Linked DNA regions of Sus scrofa: all the other regions are linked to region 1. The links are chromatin contacts, called in public Hi-C maps. All regions are on one chromosome and are shown on one strand. The core of a region is the stretch at or near the end of the contact, and the rest is flanking DNA. Distances in the headings are between cores, read along the strand shown.

Region 1 (5,455 bases), core at 1,709-4,208:
AAGAAGAATTTTTGCAATAATTATTTGCTTTCTTAACCAAACAGGGGTTAACTATGGTTACTTAATGATTTAAATTCGGCTATAAATCCTGGATAGCCTAAACAGAGGAGCTTTCCACTGGAGCACATTAGGCAGCATTCTATACTTAACTCAAGGGGAGAATTTACATAGAATTTTGTGTAAGATGATAAAGGATAGGAATCGATTTTACTTTCTAAGTATTTGCTTTCCACATTTTCAGAATTAAAGATTGCTCCACTCTGTCCTTCTCCCAGCCTAAACCCTCCTCCTTTCCTTTATATATATTTTCTCCTATATATTAGCTGCTTCAATCAAATGGAACTGAAAGACCCAGACAAAGAGAAACTAGAAGGCAGTGGTAGCTGGTTGCAGAAGAAAATGGAACCTCTGGATTTACATTAGATTTGGTGATTTATATTAGATCTGGTCGCTAGTCCTTTTTACTGGTCTTGTAACCCTGGGGATGTGACAAGTATCAGTTTTCCTCATCTGTGATGTGGGAACAGTAGGAACTACTTTATGTAGGGTGTTTGTGAAGGTTGAATGAGCTTGATGTACAGTAAGCCCTCAGTGAATGCTGTTGTCCTTCCCTGGCTAATTCACATTGTGAAGACACTCCCTTTAGTAGAAGCATGTTGTTCAAGAGACTAAAATTGAGGATGGCCACTGATGTGAAAAAATAATCACAGATCATAAACATGAACTATCCAAGGACCACATCAGCAATCCTATTGTCCTAATGATTTGAAAAGAAACTTCATGAAGAGCCTTGTGAAGAACGCAGCAAAGAAAATGTGCTTTCGTAGTCAGAATACATGCTAATTTAGCCATGAAAATTACCTTTGGTCTAAGGTATGAAAATTAAAATTCTACTAAAAATTGGTCTTCCTTAACACCTTAATAGTAAACTGTTTTTCTATCAGCCAATGCTAAGTGGTTAGGTAGGGCTAACCTAACATAATTTAAGTCAGCTTTCTATTCAGATCAAACTAGTGCGAGGCAGTAGATTTCTATTTATCTTGTCAAACTTTTAAAGTATGTAGGCTGGCGAGAGGCCCAGGTTGTCAGATGTAGAATTTTACTGGAAAGAACACCCTTTGGAGACATCTGACTGGACCTCTAAGGATTAACCACATGCAAGAATGTTTTTGTGGGTAAAAGCAAATAATTTTTGACCAGTAGTTACCCAAGTTATATGCTTTTTCTTTTAGAAGGAGAAACAAATCTTAAAAACAAACAAACAAATTAAAAACCCGCAGGCACTTCTTTTGCATATAACAAAATTGGGTGTGTTATCATGCTTTTCATTTTCTTTGGTATGCATACCACAACACACCCGTACATGTTATCAGTCTGACATAAAAATTACTCTAAGAGGTCTATTATTTATAAAATCAATATTTCCACAAGAATAAAAAAAAAGAATAAACACCATGTTTATTTGGGGACTTGTACCAACTAAGGATTTGAGGGTGTAGCTAGTTTGTGATAATTCAGTCAAGGTGAGTATCAATATAATTGATTATATTTCCCAAGCTGTTTATGTTTCTAGCAGTGAATATTATCAGGGAAAAGTGAAGTTAAAGCAGAGTAGTTTTGTTTATGTTTAAAGCACACAGATCTTTTTAAAGTGTGTACTAAAAAAAAAAAATAGCCACTGGCCTATTTATATTGTTAGCTGTATTTCCCATATTTCAACAAATCTAAGTAATGTCTTCAAGACATACTATTGTTATATGTCCTTAAGAGAGAACAACTGCCAATGACACTGATACCCCCATGGTTGTAAGACATCTGAGAAGTTAAAAATGAAAAAGTTCTTAGAATTAAAGAAATACATTGTTAGTAATTTCCATTGACTTTATAAGAGTTTTAGGGTATACATGAATGCACAGACTGCTGAAATAGGTTTGTTCTTATGTGTTAGTAGTCCTCTTAAAATGTAACAAAACATGTGACAAATGGCCTTTTACTAAAGTCATTTTTCTCACCAACTGAGTATGTGCACACTGGAATGTATTAGGCCTCTGAATAGCAAGTAATGAGAAAAGATTTCTGTGTTCTCACTACCTAACTTCACATGCTTTGTAACCAATTTTCCATTACTGACATTTTTTTTTCCCCAAATACCAGATACTTGGTGGCCCCTACTAAATCAGTACTCAGTGTTCCCTCTGCTGGCTTTGCAGTACATGAAGTAATTCTTAATGCTACTCTTTAAGCCACATTAACAGTAAACCAAGATAATTTTGCAAAAAAAAATTCCTGTTTTAGAATAATAGAGTAATTGTTTTTATTAGCAATGATGCTATACATTCCAAATTTTGAATTAATGTAAATATTTTTAATCTTGTTTCATTTATTAAACTAATAATGAAACTATTTGAGATGTAATATAATATCTGCTAGTTCTTTTATTCTGCTCCGCACACCTGTACAACATAAAATATCAATCCATAAAATGGTATGGGGTATAGATAGAAATAAGATTGTATCCCACTGCTTAATATATTCCTATAGCATAGTGAGGGGAAAAAAAATCTGAAGGGAAATTAGTTTAACAGATCTCTTGGATTTGCACTGATTTGCAAGATTTTGCCTGGCCTTGGTTATAGAAACTATGATTGTAGGCGCTGTTCTGACCTAACAAGTATTCAGTTCAAAGAAAATAAAGAGAAAAGAAATACTTGTCTTTGTTACTTTAGTAGATAGGGAAGAAGCCTGAGAAATTTGATGTCCTTGGCCTTTGCCAACTAAAAGGCCTCAGGCTTTTTGGTTCCATACTTTATGGCAAAGAACCCTCCATCCAAAGCTCCTTTTCTTCTCAATCCGGTAGGCAAACGTAATTTGCACTCCATTTTGGGGGGGCTGATGAAGTTGTACTAGAACTGGACTTTCCTTTGGGTTGGGGGGCATGTTGAAAATTAATGTATGGAAGTAATTCTTATTTGCAAAATATCAAAATAGGGTCTGGGGGTAAAATGAAGTCCATGAATGATTTTTACTATTAGAATGAACTGAAAGATAAAAACCCTGCATTTCTAATAACTTTTTACCATTTTCTACCCCTTCCTAATCAGTGACTGGCACCTGGTAGGTTTATGTATGCACTTCATACCAGCGCCAACTCATTTTTCCTTTCCTTTCAGTATCCTCATGAGAACAAGAAGAAAACGGGTGTTTCCACTGGGCCACGGAGATTTGAAGCATAAATACAAGCTTCTGTCTGCCCCATTTCGCGAGGCAGGAGCAGGGCACACCCACTGGGAGCCTGGGTTTGCTCTGCCACCAGCCGGCTCCCAATCCGGGGAGAAGCCGCCGCCAGGTGGCAGCGCTGAGCCTCCCTGCACTCGCATGGAGACGTGGGAAAACGTGGAGACTGTCAGACTTCTTTCTTCTCCCCCTTCCACCTCTCCCGAACCCTTATCATCCCACACTCTTCCAACGTGTTTAGGTAGCAGTTTAAATGATCAGAGGTTATAGAGTGTGTCGATGAATCTTGATGATTTTTTTTTAAATCATAAATCGAGTTTGGGGCAACGAACAGTTTTGGCCTCCTGTTCACTTGTCAAAGCTCCCAGACACTGGAGACGCCAAGGCTAGCTCCGGTTTGGGTCTAGTAAGTGAACCGGGCAGTTATCAATTACCGTGTCCGTATCTTGCTGAAGCTGCAAGTAGTTAGAAGTCTCTCTCCGAGAGCCGCTGCAAAGGAGGCGCGCTTTACTTAAGGACTGGCAACGGATACCCCTCCTCCTGGAAAGATGGTCTCAGCCAGACGCCTGACCGAGCGCAGCGACTCGGTGGCGCAGGCTCGGCGCTCTTCCTGCCCTGAGCTCGGAGAGGATTCGGCGGGGATTAATGGTGCTCAGCCGCGTTCCGCCGCGCCGGCTGAGACTGGCCTTGCGATTATGGTTACAGGGAGGAAATAAATTGGAATCGACTCAGGCTGTGCTTTTTGGAGGAAAGTCTTTCCTACTGTAAACATGTTTCAGGCGATCCTGTCAGCAGTACTTTAACACCCGTCTTCCGTTTAGGTTTACGACCGGGGAAGAAGCTGAACACACACACACACACACACACACACACACACGCCCCCGCGCCCTCGCCAGCTCCTAGCCCTCCTTTGAAGTTGCAACTGGCCGCCTCTAGCCGGGGGGTGGTTTCCCGGGTGCTCGGCTTCTACATTTCCCCTCTCCACAGGGCCAGCTGGGCCCCTGGCTATGGTGCCCAGTTCCGTCCCTGACCGGAACTGACAGCCACTCGGCCCCCTGGCTTCCCCCGCGCCTTCGCTTTGGACGCCTAAATGTTCCGTGCGCGCTGTGCGTCTGGAACCCACGCTCCGGCTGGCATGCGGCATTCGTACACCGGCTGGGCACTCCCTCCCCGGTTCCACTGAGCCGGCAGCTGCCCGATCAAGAGGGCAGAGCAGGGCGTGTGCGCGGCGGGCGGGGGGAGGAAAAGGCTGTATAGGACGAAGGGAGGTTGACAATTGGTTGCACCCAAACCTTCAAGCGTCCCTTCTCCAGGGATTTCGAAGAGGCCAGCCTGCCTCGGTGCCGCCTCCCGTGCTGTAAAGGCGAGGGAATCGTGGAGTCGCGGCACCCGGGTCCCAAGGCATGGGCACACCAACGCCCCTTGTGACTCGACCTCGGGTCTCATGTTTGGGAGGAGGAAGCTGGCAGGTAAATCAGTGGTAGAGTCTGCGCCCCAGGCGCAGTTACTTAGAAGCAGAGCATGTGTGTGGGGGTGCAGGGTTCCTGCTCGCTTTGTTTCCCCCCCTTCCCCCCGCCCCGCCCCTCCCCGGGTTCGCTTGTCTGCCTTTCCGCAGGCTACCGCGGCAGCCAGGCCCGCGGGCAGGCATTCGGGTGGGGCTGCATAGCCCCACCCCCACCCCATCCCGTGGGGCGCCCTGAAACCATCCCTGTGACCTCAGTAAGGGGGTGTGGATGGGAGCACATCCCGCGGGATCCCTACCCCCAACTCAACAGCCAAATAGAAGCAATTACAGTTGGGGCCCCGTGGGGAAAGCGGCTGATTTCACTTATGGAAAAACGCTTAAACAAGAGCAAACCTAAGCCAACGTTAGTAAACGACTTGACCTACAATTGGAGGCTGTGCGAGGGCGGGCTGGGGCGGGCGCGTCAGCCAGGGAGGGAAACCCGCTGGGGAGAGGGCTGAGGGAAGCGAAGCAAAACGTCAGATAAGAGAAGGAGAGGAAAGGGGAAGGGGGAGGAAGAAAGGCTCTTGATTGCAGAGAGGGGGGGTGGGAAGGCGCGGAGCCCGCACGGGCTGCCTGGCGACGCGGGTCAGAGGGGAAGAGAGGCGGGCACTCAGAGAGGAGCGGGCGCAGGACGCGCGGGCTCCGCCTGGCACCAGCTCTCCTTGCTCCCCGCCCTCCCCTTCCCGGATCCCCCAAGGCCCGACGTCACGTGCG
Region 2 (5,455 bases), core at 998-3,497, 1.5 Mb before region 1:
TTGAGTTACATTTTTTGATTGCTTCCTACAAGGCTAACATTTTGAAAGGAAATGGATGCGTATTATTTGTTAGGCTACCTTATTTTCAACCTAGGTAAATTTGATAAAATTGGGGCCATAGTCCCTTTATAAGAAAGAAGGGAAAAGATCTGGAATCTTGATTCCTCATGAAAATCTACTTGCTGGCTGATGTGTCTGTGTTGAGGGGAAAGGAAAGACTGAGGTTTTTTTTTTTGTTTTTTTGTTGTTTTTTTTGTCTTTTGTCTTTTTTTATTGTTGTTGTTGTTGCTATTTCTTGGGCCGCTCCTGCAGCATATGGAGGTTCCCGGGCTAAGGGTCTAATCGGAGCTGTAGCCACCAGCCTACGCCAGAGCCACAGCAACGCAGGATCCGAGCCGCGTCTGCAACCTACACCACAGCTCACGGCAACGCCGGATCGTTAACCCACTGAGCAAGGGCAGGGACCGAACCCGCAACCTCATGGTTCCTAGTTGGATTCGTTAACCACTGCGCCACGACGGGAACTCCTGAGTTTTTATTTAAGTTCAATATTCCTGTGGTGCCTAGGAGTCTAGTTCCCAGGATTCAGTCTGTCATTACTCATTTATGTATCAACCAATCTCATTTTGCTCTAAGATATTGATTAAATTGCTTATGTTATAATTTCATTTGCATTTAACAGTTTCAGTTATCTTGTCACTAGTGTCATTGTCATCCAAATAATTTCTCAACTTTTTAACTGTATACGTTTCCACGTTTGAAGGTCTAAAATTAAGTAAAATGATATGGTCTCTGCCCTCTAGATTAGAATCTTAAAACAGTTGGTTAAGGCAAACTTGGAGACCACCATCTAATCTTTTTTTTCTGTGATTTAGTCTGTGATTTTTTTTTTTAATTGAGTCCTTTTCCAAGTCTCTGTTTCCAGATTTGCCTTTGATTGGAACAGTGGAAGCTTAGTAGCTGTGTGTGTGTGTGTGTGTGTGTGTGTGTGTGAACACATGAATTTTTTTTTATTGGAGTATAGTTGATTTCAATGTTGTATTAGTTTCAAGTGCACAGCAAATTAGTCATATATGTAGTCTTTTTTCCTATAACATTTATTATAAAATATTGAGTAGATTTCCCTGTGCTATACAGTAGGTTCTTACTAATCATCTATTTTATACAGTAGTATGTATAGCACACATAAAGTTTTGCGTTCCTATCTTGATAGTAAGGAGGAAATCTTTTATTAGTCCATAGACCTGGCATACTTGATAAAGAAAAAAGATGTTAGAAATATTTTCTCAATTTTTCAATTCAAATCTAATTCCAAACCCGAGGCTTTGTCTAGCACCCGACTCCTGACCAGAGGGAAGGTGAGAAAACAGGTAGACAGCTTTTCCACAATGTCAGTTTTTTGTTTCTGGACCAGCCCAATATTAACCTAATTCAGTTACTTCTATGTGGGAAGCAACCATGCCTCTTCTTCCACGCCATGGAGATGTAGATCACGAGGCATTGATGATTTCTGTAACCCCAGATCAAACAGAGAAAAGCTAAGAGTGGTCTGTAGGGACACAGGATTTCTGCTCCTTATCTCCCTTTCCTTCCAAACACAGCCACCTCCAGACTGTGCGCATTAGTAATAGCTGTCATTTTTCTTTCTGAACAAATCATCTCCATGCAGTTTGCACTCGAGGGTACTGGAGAGTGTCCTCTCTATCTCTGTACATTAAATAACCTCATTGTGGTGCTGAGCCTGGCCACGTCTCTCCCTTTCTCTGTGGCAGGTGTATTTATCATTTTCCCCACTCTGACATTCCTAGCTCCAGCTGCCAGACCAGGCCTGGCACCTTTCTCTCTGTAGATTAGTTTGCATTCTACAGGATTAAAAAGGTTTAGAGAGTAACTGGGAGTTGGCAGCAAGAACCTGAGTTGTTTAGAAATGTCAGAAAAGTGTCAAGACTGCCAGTTTTCTGGGGGCTTGAACGGGGGAGGAACAGAAGCACTTTTCAATCAGATTCTAGCAGACAAAACACCACGAGAAGGAGGCAGCAAGGATCTCTAAGACAGTAAGAAGTTCTTGTATTCTGAGAAGAGTGGAAAAGGAGAGAGGGAGGAGGATGGTGGAAGGAACAAACAACTCAGCTTTTCCATGAGGCAATTGAACACTGACAAATTGGACAGCCCGGTACACCTCATGCCAGTGCACTATTCAGTGGGAGTCAGCCTTGCAGGAAGCAGCCATGGGAGAGAAGACAAAGCAGGAGATGGGATGCTCTGAAAACTCACAGATGACTAATGCATTTAGCAGCCTCTCACTTGCCCATTTCACTTTCTGCTTGTATTTGGATTTCTTTGATTATTTGTGGAGGAGAAGGCTTTGGCCTTTGATGTATTTCCTCCCAGAGAAGAGACACTCCCCAGGGCTCAGACAGAAGCCTTGATCTCCCAAAGAATCTGTGCAGGTGACACAGGAGATGTATATTTTTTAATGTCGGATCTATCATATGCACAATCTCAACTGCTGAGAACAAAGAGGAATTGTTGTATCTGAAAACCCTTGAAGATGGATTAAGCATGAAAAACGAATTGGAGAGTGTTATTACTGAATTATATATGTGGATAGATTGGCTATATCATCCTGCCAGTGTTTTGTGCCTTCACTAGGGGAAGTATCCTGAACAGCCTTGGAAAGGGTATGACTCAGTACAGCAAAAAAAAAAAAAAAAAAAAAAAAAAAAGTGACTGAGGACTGAAAAACTTGGCAAAGAATTTCCTTGGGTTTGGCGGAATTTGGAGTGAAACACTAAGTCATTTGGCAGACCTCCACGGAAGTGATTTCCACCACGTCGTGGGCCAGCTTCTATCACAATTTGGGACTTTCTTAGGTAGAGAAGGAGGGTGAGCAAGGCTTTTGGCTTTTTCTTCATAGAGTCAAGTATGAGAACTGTCTTGGACTAGGAAGCAGGAAGAAGAGTTTAAGTACCCTCTCAGACTGTTTTCCTCATTTGTACTATGGGGTTGGTTGATTAATCTGTAGTATGGCTAGAGGTTGGCCCATGTGATTTTTAGACTTCCTTCTAAAATAAAATCATATAGTGCACTTATTAAACTCACACCTCTGATCTTAACAGCCTGACGAGGCTAGTAACCTCACTCTGGACTCAGCTCTTCTCTGTGTACCGGTCCTATTTAAAGGTGTTATCAAGGAAGAGACAAAATTATCTTCTGTGTAATGATTCATTCATAAACAGATGTTGATTCATTCGTAAACAGACATACCCTTTAAGCAAACACAGTAGGACTCCAAAGGAATAATGAGCATGGAATCCTAAAGATGGGCTTCAGCAGCCGTGGTATTTTAGAGCTTTTTTTTTTTTTTTTCCTTTTGCTAAATACGGAGTTTTATGATGCTTACTCAAAGCTACTGATCTACTCCTGAATAGGATGGCACACTATATGTATCAAGATAATGCTTTTTTATTTTACATCATGACATTTCTTGAAGAATGAAGAGCTCAGCACAAACAGTGGTTCTGATACTATCAACAAGAAGGATATTGAAATGCACTGCTTTTTGAAAATTGAAACTGGCAGCATTTTTTAATATGTTTCTAAAGGCTGGCGACCCAGTGACTTACTACCAATATCACATTATTGCTATTACCAAACACTTTCAATTACAAAATACCAGCTGGATTTCACAATGAACTTTTAAGATAAGCAGGATGGGTATTTCAAATTCACACTTGTACAAACAAAGTAACTAGGCCCCAAAGGGAGAACTGGCCCAGAGTCACAATGTTAGTGAATGGTACTGTAAGAACTTGAACATGTGTGAGTCTTGCACAAGTGCTCTTTCACTGCACTGGGCAGCGGATCTACAAACTTGCAGTTGGTAGTATCACAGACTGAACTGATTGGACCAGGGAAAATGAGTACACGTTTACATACACACACACACACACATGCACGTGCACATAGGAAATTTGTGGGACCACAAAAGTACAATATTCTTCTCCGAGTTTTTCAGTTTTGCTGCATTTAAGGTTTATGTTAATTTTTGTTTCTTGATGAAATGCCAAAACAGAGGCAGTAGCTAAATGAAATCAAATACTGTCTATTTTACAGAATTTCTCATTTTTTTTTTTTTATCTAGAAGCTTGGCATTAACTAGATCTAGCCAAATGCCATACATAATGGGGAGAAAAACCTTTCCAGAAATATTTTCTTATCTCACCTATTTTTTTTTGCATTTTTGTTTTTGTCCCAAACTCTTAAATGTCAAATTTGTATATGTGTGTGTGATGTGGGGTTGGAGGCTGGGGGGTGGGGGAGAGAATTTCCAGTAGAAAACAATTTGGGATTGAAGGTTTTCTACCTCATGTAAAGTCAGGATTGAGGCCACAGGAATGGCAACTTGGGGGATGTAGGGATGGCATGGGTGGCATTTCTGGCCGCCATGTTGAGTCAGCCCCCAGGAGTGTCTCCTTGTCTAGTGCCCTGGCTCATGCTGTCCCAGCCTCCTGCAGTGTCTTTCCCCAGGTTACCGTGTATCCTTGGTCTGTATTTTATTCATCAAATACCAGATCCAATCTAAGGCTGCTGTAACAGAGTTCTACAAAATGAGAGGCTTAAACAACATAAATTTATTGTCTTGGTTCTGGAGGCTTAGAAGTTCAAGATCAGGATAGCAACAATGTGGCTTCCTTTTGAGAGCTGTGAGAAAAGAATCTCTTCCAGACCTCTCTCCTGCCTAATGGACGGCTGTCTTCTCCCCCTGTTTTCACATCATCTTGCCTTTGTACCTTCTCAAATGAATGTCTTAGTCTCTGCTGCCTCATTTTTTCCCAGTGCTATCGATGTATTCTTTTGCTTTGCAACTGTTATGAGAGCTGGGAGATAGTCTATTTTCTTCATTCCTTTGTGTCCCCATCAAAAAGAGTGCCCTCCACATAGAAGGGTTCAAAGGAATGGATTAGTGAATCTCCACAATGAAACTCTTATGTAGGACTTTGAGAGCAGAAATGGAATCTTTTTGGTGTTACTGCAGCTTCTAAATATTGAATTGGGCATCGTAACATTTGAAAGCCTATCATCAGCTAAGAGATCATCTGTATTACTTGCTTAAGTACGTACATATAGATTCAAAGTTAAGCCTCATGAGAATATATGAGTTTGTAGCAAGGGTTGGGACTCCAGCCTGATTTCTTTTAATTCATACTCTTGTCTTTAATTCTGATTTACTTTCAGTCAGAGCCATTGATTTACCTTAAGTCTTTTCTCACTTTGTTCTTCATAAGCCCTTTGTTGGTTTTCTAAAAGTTATTGCCACTGAATTAGATTTTAACAGAGTTAATATATCAGCATGTTACTTAGGGTTTCAGTCTGTGATTAATCCCAGAAAAGCTGGGTGATTGCCTTACCAGAGGGCTGCGTATTCTCTAGGTTGTAGCATTATTCATGTCTG
Region 3 (5,455 bases), core at 1,565-4,064, 1.3 Mb before region 1:
TCATAGAAAGAAAGAAAGAAAGAAAGAAAGAAAGAAAGAAAGAAAGAAAGAAAGAAAGAAAGAAAGAAAGAAAGGAAGAAAGGAAGAAAGAAAGAAAGAAAGAAAGAAAGAAAGAAAGAAAGAAAGAAAGAAAGAAAGAAAGAAAGAAAGAAGAAAAGAAAAAGAAAGAAAGAAAAGAAAAGAAAAGAAGAAAAAAGTTATTGTTTCCTTCAAGTGGAATTTTTCCCTACAGGAAATGTCTCATGTCATGGATAGCACTGAAACAGGTGACATGTAGAGAATTCAAGGATAGCAGTGATAACAAACTTTAACACCTACAAGTTACAGAGAAGAAAACTGAGACCCTGCCTAGGAAGTAAGATCCAAAGTCAAGGGCAGTGAAAAAACTGTAAATAAGCCCAGGTCATCAGACTCACAGATGAGTGTTCTTCCCATCACATTGTACTCCTGTAAACAGTGCATTTCATCCTGTTGGAGGACAGGACTCAAGAACTCAGATTCTTCAGTTGGAGAAATAAGGTTTGAGATCCAGGTCAGCAAGTGTGCAAGTTGCTTAATTTTGAAAGCCTTGCTTACTCAAAAGTTGAGGAGTTCCCTTGTGATGCAGTGGCTTAAGGATCCAGGGTTGGCATTTCAGTGGCTCGGGTCACAGCTGTGGTGTGAGTTCGATTCAATCTCTGGGCTGGGAACTTCCGCAGCCCATATTTGGGAACATTTTGAGGCCAAAAATTAAACAATAACAAGAACTTCAGTCAGAGACCAGAAATACCACCAGCATCACCCAGAGGCTTGATAGAGCTAAAAGATCTCAGGCTTCACCACAAAGCAATCTACTGGGAAACTTCATTTTAGCAAGACCCCCAAGAAACTGGCATGCACATCAGAGTTTGAAAAATATGATGTAAATCAGTGATTCTCATTAGCATCGCCTGGGGGATATTTTTTCATATCACTGATGCCTGGGCTTTGCCCCAGAGGTTCTCAAAGATGATGCCTGGGCATCAGCTAGCACTCATTTGACAGGGTTATCAGGTGGTTTCAATTGTGTAACTAGTCTAGAAGCAGTCTTGTGCACTAGCTGACTCTCAGCTCTTCCCTCCCAAAGGCTGTGTTCAAGGCTACAAAGAATAATGTTGACAAAGCACTTGCTATCTACCCAGCATAGACTACGTGCTCAAAAAATGTTATTTATCTCTTCTTTATTCTCCTCCTCTTCCCCTTCTTCTCTTTCTCTTTCTTTATAACATAAAGTTTAAGTGAAAGCAAGCATTTCTGGGAAATGTCAAAAATTCTGTTACTTGTTTACTCAGTAATTTTCCTGAATTTTTTGAATAAATAAAATTTAATGAATTCATGGGACGTGCCTGGTGCTATTCTATGTACTGGGCAAACAACCTCAAACCCTCATCCACCATAAGCTCTATGAAAACAGAAATTCTGTTTCTGTTTCCACTACACGCCCAGCCCTGTGTTCCTGACAATGCCTGCTTTATTACAGGAAGTAAAACAAATAAATGTTGAAATGCTTAGCTCCCCCCAAAGAAGCAGTCAACTCTTTGGAGAAGAGGACAAAACCTTTTTCTTTGATTATCTACAGTAAAGAAACAGTTAAGCAATTTCTTCTCATTTCGATTTCTTAAATTTTAAAAATCGGTTATGTCCCCCTTGAGATCAATGACAGATAATGATACTGTCAAATTATCACTATGCTCCCCCCCCAAAAAAAAGGTAGTATTCAGAGCACTTAAGTACGAAATCCTAACTAGAGACCACGAAGTCTCTGGTCAGAGGCACTATTGTTTATATTGCCCCTCATCTCTGCCCTGTGAATGAGAAGAACAGAATAGCAAAAACACAGGAAGGACTGCTTCAGGGCGATTATGATCAAGGATTTATAATTTAATATCTCTATGCTTTTGTCTGGAGCGTGGATGATTATGCGTTGTTTCTAATTGCTGCATTTCTGGATCTGTTCGTAAATACACATCACGGGAACATTTTCAAAAGATCTGTCACAGGATTGTCTCTATTTTTTGTGCTTTTACATATAAAAGCCCCCAAAAGAACTGTCAGCAACTCAAAATAATGATTATGTAAATGAAAAATTAAAAAAAAAAAATCCTCCTTTTAAACCAAAGAAAGGCAAAGCTATTTAGAGCAAGGGCCCTCCTCTCCCCACCAGGCAGGCAGAGCGGCCCTCCTTCTCCCCTCCTTGCCCCACTCTCTTCTCAGATCCAGGGAATGTTCTCTTGAGAGTACACCCAATGCTCCCTTCAGTGGAGTAAGGGCCGAGTGCCAGTCTGTACCTTCACCCTTTATCATATAACCCAAACCCTCTCGATTTCCTGGCACTTGTGTCAGGCCATGGAACATGTGTTTCATCTTTTGGGGTTGAATATAAACTCTGGTTGGAAGAGAAAAAAGTCCTCCAGATATTACAATAAACACACACACACAGCAAAAAAAAAAAAAAAAAAGTTCTATCTCCATTGAGCTTAACAATCAGCAGGGCCCAAATTACCTCTTATTAACATTTATTTTACAAAAGAGGCAGGGTATAATTTGGTGATAGATTCAGATTTGGAGAGGAGCTATAATCAGCCTCCTGAAGTGCTCTGCCTGAAGTACATGGCTGCTATTTTTTGTAATTATATTTCCCCCCCACCCACCCCACCCCTTCCCCAGTCTGGAGAGTCTTTCACTCCCATCTCTGGTGCTAGGAGTCCTCCATTCTCCCTCCTCCCCTTCTTTCTCTCCTCACCAGCCCCCCTCTTCTCTCTCCCTTTCTCTCTTTGGGCCTCTTTGAATAATGCAGGCTCTTTCAATAGCCCAGGCAGGCCTGAAGATTAGGAAGCCTGTTTGTGGAGATGGGGGTTGGCTGAATACAAGCAGGAGGCCCCACTCCCCTGGCAGAAAGGCCCTGGGAGCCAGTCCAACTGTGGAGAGCATGTGCTGGGGGGTGGGGGGGTGGGGGTCTGAATAGGCAAGCAGCAGGCCGGCCCATATGTCAGCCTGTGCCACAAAGACGCCTCTGCATATCTACCATGACAAACAGGATTACCGAAGACAATTAATCTGGCACGCTTTATCAAAATCAAGCACTGACCCCCGACCTCTCCCCTCGGTGTGCGGCAGATGCCACGCTCCAATTCAATAGACCTTGAGTGTTCCCTTTTTCACTGCTGAAAAGAATCCAAGGCCTGAATAAGCCTGCCATGGACTAATTGCAACTCCTGTGTGATGGTGACTGTCCTAAGCCAATAGGACGAGGCTACCTTTTCTCCCCCTTTGAATGCATAGGCTATCCGTGGCTCCCTGTCTATACCAGAAAGAAAAAGGAATGCCTCAGTTTCACTTTTATTCCTCTGGGCTGGTGCCTGCAGCTCACTGGGGGTGGCGAAAGGGACAGAGAAGCAGGTAGCTTACTGCCTGATGTTTGGGAGTTCATTCTCGTGGGAGAAGGCTCACCAGTGGCTGATAATCATGATGGTTTGCATGAATTGGTTCATGGTTTGCATGGTGCTCTGTGGGAGAGATACCAATGCAGCAGAAAAATCACAGGGCCTCTGGAATCACAAAATCTCAGATCTCAACTCCATCTAGTCCATTCCTGTAATTTAATCCCATTTATCTTACCTTCCACATCTGCACTCTTTTATGGCTCCGATAAGAGAAAACCCCAAATTTGTTTCTGTTAAGGATATTTCATGACACTGCTTAGATCAGTTTATAAATGAGAACCTTTTGTAGAAAGGAAATATTTATCATTTTTCCTGAAGCTTTTAAGGTTAAGAGACCAATGAGAGAAAGGAAAGCTTTGGTCATATCTAGTCTTACTGGGAAGGAGCTGTGGGAGATTGTGGAAGTCATGGAGCATAGCTGACACTTAGACATTTTTCTGATCCTCACGATTCTCTTATCCAGAAATTGACCTGAGTAGGCAGAAGCAGGATAACGCCTATCAGTTGGTTTGACCTTGGTGATCCCTTGCTTAGACATCTAAATATTTCCTCAGTTTTGATTCCACAAACTTTTCTCAGCGTGAAAAAAATGAAGTTTTCTTAAAGTAGAGTGCTCAGACCACTTGTATGTTGATCACCTAGAGAAGCCATTAAAAAATACAGATTTGTTTGATTTCAAAGTGAGACTGGAGGGAAAAGCGTGGAGCACAACCTTTGAAGGAATGACACAGCCATTGAGGATGCAAGAAAAACGGGTTAGACCAATCAGGCCCAAGATGGCAGAAGATTCCACTTCCGGGAGACCTTGACCCTCCTTATACACTTATTACACTCGTTGTAATAAGTTAGTTTGCTAAATGACACCCCACCAGTGCCACGGCCAGTCCCAGGCTGACCATAAAAGATGAAAAAGGGGGCAGTAGCCTAACTGCTGGAAATCTCCACCCCTTCCCCAAAACAGTTCCTCCTACTCACTAGCATGTCAAGCTATCCAGCCCATAAAGACTAACCACCACCTACAGCCAGGAGCCACTCTTACCTTCTGTCTATGGAGTGTGTATCTCTCTCAATAAACTCATTTTCATTTTACTCTGGCTGCTTGCGAATTTTTTTCCGGCTCCAAGCCAGAGAGTCTCACTTGTCAACCCCACCCAGGGACTCGCAGTAGACCTGGCTTGTCACCATGCATTTGGTCCTGCAATGATAAGACCAAATGCCTCTGATGCTCTTAGCCCAAGCCTGTGTCTGCCTTGTCACCATATTCCCTAGATGATTTTCATTCACCTGACCGTGAAATAAAAATCAGAATGGAGGCTGAAATGCACCTTTGACTATGAGGAAATAGCTCACGTCCAGTAAGGATCCAGTTGCTGATATACCCACATAGACTGAAGAACCTCCAGCTTTATTTCCTTCTTGGCCTAACTCAGCACCTTCTAGCCAATCAGCAACACCCAAGTAACCCACTTGACCCTAATCAATGAGAATTCAGCTCTTTGAATCTCCTGTTTGAGGCTGGTAAACCTTACCGTTACCCTCCAGAGATGAGCTTCTTATCACTTTCAGTTTTGAAGTCCTTTGTTTGTTGAAAACTTTGATTCTTACTCTATAAAATATTCATGTCATAGAAGATCTCTGAATTTTTTTATTGACACTAATATCTGAGAACTGATGTCAAGGTGAAAAAGATGAGGAGTACCACTGAGTTGACTTGGTTCTATGTATATTTGTCACTAAACTAGCTCAGCCACCATGTTGGATGGCCATTCTGTGTACTTCAGTTGCTTCATCTGTAATGATGGCACTGGATCAAGATCTTCTGCCAATTCAGCTTTGAAACATATTGTCTCTCTTGATCTGATTTTTCTGAGAGTTCCTTCCTGTGTTGGAATCTGATGAATAATGTGTCTTCCTAGCTCTTTTCAGGCATATAGTTTAGATACTGGGCAAGATTGCTAAGATGGTACTGGAGTTGCAGGCTGTGTGATTCTGGG
Region 4 (5,455 bases), core at 2,191-4,690, 1.1 Mb before region 1:
GAACTTTCCTGGTTTGTTCTAATCTCTGATCAATACGCCCTTTTCACAAGTACTGTGATTCTAGGCAATAACCCAGATGGCCACCATCATGATCACACCTGGATCTCCTGACTCCAGCCTTGATGACTAAGATTCCCCCCAAAAAAGAAGAATGCATGTTTGTCCCAATCCTTATTCCTTTCCAAAAAACCTGTTTTTCTCTTTTTTACTATAACACTCCCTGCAGTTCTTTCCAGTTGGGGGCACAGTCCCTAAGGCATTAGCCTGCTGTGACACCGCCCCCCCACCTTTGCCTGGCAAAGCAATAAAGCTATTTTTTTTCCTCCTCTACCCCACACTCTGTTTCTGTGTTTCATTTTGGCACCAGCAGACAGGCTGAATTTTTGGGGGGCATAACTGATAACACACAAACCAAAGATAATGTCAATATACATATCAGATATTCAAGTGTTTTTGGTTTCCTTAGTGATATATACTTTTCCATGAACAATGTATCTGACCAGTAAGTATACAGACAAAAAAGTAATGAGTTAGAAAATAATATGTAGTAGTTGGTTATCTGCACAGTCTCAATTGACATTATGAGAAAGATCTACACCAAACATCCCCCCAGTCTGCAAAGAACCGCAGCTGTTACTGATGACACATATTCCAAATATTCCCACATGTTTCTACCATGTGGCCTGAAACATAGAAGATGCTCAATAAATGGTTTTTGAGTTAAAGAAGAACTTGTGATGTTTTGAAAAGATCTTTATAATAACAAAATGATAAATTCTTCGAAGAGTTAAATGGCAAAAAATTTTCACCTTCATAATATATTATCAGCTATTCCTTGCACACCAATGCCTTTCTTCTCCCGTGTCTAAAGTATGATTTCTGATGATATTTTAGAGAAAAAAGATTAAAAGGTACAATGGTTCAATTCTTGGTAGTTCCTAGATGGAATGTTTAATGAATTGTCCCCTTCTGATGTGTTTTCTAGTGAATTTATTTGGAGGCAGTAAATCAAATGTAGGGGATTGTTTTATTCTTCTTTCTAATTTGAATTTTGAAACTTTACATTAATTTATAGTTCCTAAAGAAATTGGCAAGATAGCTGGGCTCTTGTGGAATTATTTGGGGGCAACTTCAATTTTAGGCCAATTACAATGGTTGTACCTAGAGCAAATTGATTTTAAGAGAAAGGACTAGTTTTATATATAGTTAAAAAGGGAGAATTTATAAAAGAAATAAAGAAAAGGAAACAAGAAAATGACTAGAAGTACTCCATCTTACATTTGGAAAGAACCAGGTTATAGGAATTTTCTGAGCATAACTCTTTTGTTGTGTTACATCGTGATGAGAGAGGCAAACTCATTTTAAGGTGAACATTTAAACAAAATGGTAAATTGGTTTGAGATGTTTCTTTGTTAGTTAATGACTTAAACTTTTCTTTAAACTAGGAAAGAGAAGGATTAGAACGAAGAAAAGCTGACAGGTCATCTTGAACAATTATGAAAATAGGATTAAAAGTAAACTCTAAGTTTATTTTTTATTTTTTGTCTTTTCTAGACCTACAGCATATGGAGGTTCCCAGGCCAGGGGTCTAATCAGAGCTGTAGCTGCCAGCCTAGCCACAGCCACAGCAACGCCACATCTGAGCTGCATCTGTGACCTACATCACAGCTCATGGCAATGCTGGATCCTTAACCCACTGAGCAAGGCCAGGGATTGGATCTGCAATGTCATGGTTCCTAGTCGGATTCGTTAGCCACTGAGCCACGACGGGAATTCTGGTAAACTCTAAGTTTAAAAACAAATAAAATGTTTAATGAGTGTGAGTAAATCAAGGCACTCTTTGAATTAGTATTTGAGGTGTAAATTAGAGTAACTAAGAGTCACCAATTAGATGGAAAAATATCAAATTTTTAACATTTATAACATATATCATGCTAGTTTTAAAACACATTTAATTTTTCCAACGGTATTCAGAGGACCAAATTTTTATTTTAAAAAATGTTTAAAAATTGAGACAGTTTGCATATCATAAACTTTAATACTCCTGTGAAGGTCAAAGGAATTTTATAGATTACCAGGGTGTCAGTAAGCCATCCGGTGGCCTCTTACCCATAGCGTAAGACTGAAGTTCTTAGAGGTGATAAAGAAAACTAAACCTGCAGAGGGGTGGCTTCGTCACATTGCCTTGTTTTGAGTCCCGACTTGAAAAATTAAACCACTAATTTATTTGTGTTTTACCTTCAATAAATATTTGAGAATATGCTATTAAAAGGAAAATGCCTTTGCTAAACATTAAGAAGGATAAAAAAGAGAATATGACATGATTTCTAAAAGAAGTCATAAATGTAGTGACAGTTCAAGATACAAATATGACAACGGAAGTATATGACAACAACTTTCACACAATTAGTACATGTTGCGGTAAGAATTTTAGAGTTTAATGATGATGTTGGATTTGACTTTGTATAGGTAGACAGAATATGGTTGATAGTTCAAGTGGGTAGTTAAGGAGCAGAACAAACTGGGAAAATTCTGATGAGAAGAATGTTTAATTGAGCTTAGCTAGACTATAGATTTTGTTTTGTTTAGGGACTTAATGGAGATAATGATGAAAATACAGGTTGGGTCAAACTGGTGGAGGAGTTTTAATTCTTCTCTAAATTTTTTCCAGATAATCCCATTGGCAGTGGAAGAATATTCTATGATGTTTAAACTGGAAAATATCCCAGTGTGGTATTCTATGAAGATCTGGGAAGAAAGAGAAGAAAGTTGTTATTCTGTACCAGGTGTCACTGATCCAATCAATCCTTTGGTAATAGAGCTGAAGTCTCAGTTCCTATCACAAAGCTTACACCTCATCAAATAAGAGTTGTAAGTACATTTTGCAAATGGAAACTTTTGTTTGCTTGTCATTGACTTGGCCTTTGTTATTCTAACTTCTCTGACAGAACTGAGTTGACAGATCCCCAAATCCTTGCTTAAAAATCAGACTAAGTGGCACTGCCATTCCCACATTTATCCAGACAGAACTTAAGGGCATAAACCCCTCTAAGGAATGTCCAGGTACCTGCTCTGCCATCTGACCACTAGTGGGCAGGCACAGCCCTTGGATCTGAGGAAAACTTCCTATCTCAGAGGGGAATCAGGGTCAACCATTTCAGGGGCAGTTCTTTCACTGCTTAATCCAACCCGGCCGACTTAACAATATAAACTGTAGATTTACTGCCTCTGTCCCCTGAGCACTCAGCCACCACGTTCCCTCTAAAGGTAATTCCACGTGGTAATTAACTGTGAAATATTGAGTGGCCAGTGTCTGACCTGAGTGTTTGTGCCAAGCAAAAGTTTCACTTGAGCTTTTTTTTTTTTTCTTCGTTCTTTCTTTCTCTCTTTCACTGCCAGTTTGTATGTGTGTTTTTAAGTATTAACTCTCATGGAAGCACATGCCTATTTAAAATTCCCAGACGATGAGTCAGACCTGTTCAGTGAGGTTCCTGGAGAGTCACATGATGTGGTTTGATGAAACTTCACCTTATGAAAGGTTGAAGAAAATAAATCAGAAGAGCTCTTTCATATTTATATATATATACACACACACATATATACTTGATTATGTATACGTGTGTATTATACATATAATTTTGTAAAAATACACACAAAAAAGAGAGACAGAAAGACACATACATGCAGAAATTTTAAAATCCCTTTGCTTTTGCTCCTTTCCTGTTCCCTCTGTACATATTTAAAAAATCTGGTGATCCAATAGGTCATGCTTCTGTGTAACAAGAAGAAAGCAAAAGCCCTATAGCCCTGCAAGGTATGCCTGGGTTGTAGTTAAATGTCTACCCCCTGGATTAACAGTAGTGAGCCTATAAATCTTAATTCCAATGTGGTAGAGACATGGCATTGATGAAATTTAGGATTTATGAGGTGTTCCATTCATTATCCTGATAATACACTTTAGGCTTATCTGGATCTCTAAAAAAACCTCTATTTTAATCTATACTTTTCTTCAAATCAGTTTGAAGCTTCATGGTATAACTAATGTATCTTGATAGCTTGACCAATACAGTAGATGGCTTCTTGTTAATAATCTAAATCATAATAGTTTTTGAAGCATTTCAAAGCAGTTACCCTATATAATGTTTCAAAGTATAAACTAATTCTAGGAGTGATTTAGGAGTGAAAGAAAACCTTATTTGCTAATGGACCCTAGCTATAGGTGGAATTGAGTCATTCCTTATGAAGATATCTTAATTATAAAATAATAAGTATTCTAGAAAGCTCCTGCCTCAAGATGAGTGTTGGCAGAGAGCAAGAAGGCAGAGTTCCTTCCAAAGAAAAGGTTCTCTTCAAAATATTGGGTGCACACAACACTTTAAAGAGTGTCTTCGTGTTTTAAGAAATCACAGAGGATATAACACCAACTAAATTGGCAACACTGATTCATTCATTTCATGAACATTGATTGAGAGCCTACTATGTGTCAGACACAGATAGCTGTTAGAGAATCAAAGAAAAGTATATTATAATTTCACTCACAAGCACTCCTAGTTTGAGGGATGAGAATTGCATAAGCAAATAGTTATAAGTTCTGGAATGTGGAAAGTACTATGAAAACACAGGTGCAGAAATGACTAACTTTGTCTAACAGAATTTGATAAAACTTCACTGAGGAGGTGATACTTAAGCCAGATCTTTAGAGATAAGTAGGAAATGAGTTGCTGAAAAATCAGTAAGGCAGAGATTAAAAAAAAAAAAAAAAAAACAGTATGAGAGTTGGAAAGGGGCAGCTGAAAGAGAAAGGCTAATCAAAGACATCATTTATCACTGGCCAGAGCAGGCTTGTGTTAGGGAGGCTTGAGCATGCCATTCATCGACACCTTTATTCTGAGCCAATCCAGAAGCTCGCCATGTTCCAGAGGAGGGTTTATAACCAGGAAGAGGAAGCCAGTAGTAATATAGGCTCTCTTTCATTTGGTTATTCATTCTCTGCCTCTGTCTCTAAGTCCTTCTTTCCCTCTCTCTCAGGCTGATTGTCTCATTTATAGGTCTGAAAATGTTCTTTTGAAGATTGGCATCACTTTCCATTAGATTCTACAATTGACTTATCACCATGTCTAGTTACAGACCAGACTTACTGCTACTGCTGTATCTAAAATCCCTGAATTCCCGGAGGGAAAAATCTTAGCTGACTAATTGATCCATTGCACCATGGTCAGGACTAGAACCACCATCTACATACATGAGTCCTGGAAACAGACCTCTGTGGAATGGGGAGGATATTCCCAGGATGGGCAGGCTATGGGTTGAGCATCACCCCAAGAGTTATCAACTGCATGTGATAATTCTACTTTAGATGCACCTAAGGGATTTGGGGATATAGTATGTCACTGTTACCTTTCACGTAAGGCCTATTTATATTTGCTGAGGTCATTTTCTATAACTTTTACTTCTT

What was found. Hi-C and Micro-C count contacts between places; a contact is called where the count stands out from the background.
Region 2: a contact with region 1 is called in a Hi-C map of embryonic fibroblasts, with 3 times the contacts expected there. The contact joins the enhancer-like site here to the promoter of SOX4 in region 1. A contact is called at or near these places in 11 of 47 Hi-C or Micro-C datasets (adipocytes, brain, embryonic fibroblasts and 6 more) and 1 of 2 datasets of contacts at active chromatin or transcription factors (skeletal muscle).
Region 3: a Hi-C map of fetal heart ventricle shows a contact between it and region 1, with 10 times the contacts expected there. The contact joins the enhancer-like site here to the promoter of SOX4 in region 1. A contact is called at or near these places in 5 of 47 Hi-C or Micro-C datasets (embryonic fibroblasts, fetal heart ventricle, fibroblasts and 2 more).
Region 4: a Hi-C map of skeletal muscle shows a contact between it and region 1, with 2.9 times the contacts expected there. The contact joins the enhancer-like site here to the promoter of SOX4 in region 1. A contact is called at or near these places in 7 of 47 Hi-C or Micro-C datasets (embryonic fibroblasts, epiblast stem cells, fetal skeletal muscle and 3 more) and 1 of 2 datasets of contacts at active chromatin or transcription factors (skeletal muscle).

The regions. Positions count from the first base shown.
Region 1 is chr7:16,884,337-16,889,791 of Sscrofa11.1, reverse strand. It overlaps SOX4 (transcription factor SOX-4), which reads right to left and starts at 2,958. Exons shown (of 1, transcript XM_013977467.2): 1 at 1-2,958.
Region 2 is chr7:18,428,478-18,433,932 of Sscrofa11.1, reverse strand. All of the region lies in intron 4 of LOC106504343 (a long non-coding RNA gene), which reads left to right. Among named protein-coding and RNA genes, the nearest start is that of NRSN1, 580 kb to the left of the region's middle. Within about 2 kb of position 2,247, at least 12 of the 83 cell types and tissues checked have an H3K27ac peak or open chromatin away from gene starts, as enhancers often do. A contact at or near this core is called in embryonic fibroblasts and omental adipose tissue, where this site is marked.
Region 3 is chr7:18,205,895-18,211,349 of Sscrofa11.1, reverse strand. All of the region lies in intron 4 of LOC106504342 (a long non-coding RNA gene), which reads right to left. Among named protein-coding and RNA genes, the nearest start is that of HDGFL1, 520 kb to the right of the region's middle. Within about 2 kb of position 2,814, at least 14 of the 83 cell types and tissues checked have an H3K27ac peak or open chromatin away from gene starts, as enhancers often do.
Region 4 is chr7:17,948,121-17,953,575 of Sscrofa11.1, reverse strand. All of the region lies in intron 3 of LOC106504342 (a long non-coding RNA gene), which reads right to left. Among named protein-coding and RNA genes, the nearest start is that of HDGFL1, 260 kb to the right of the region's middle. Within about 2 kb of position 3,440, at least 24 of the 83 cell types and tissues checked have an H3K27ac peak or open chromatin away from gene starts, as enhancers often do. A contact at or near this core is called in epiblast stem cells and skeletal muscle, where this site is marked.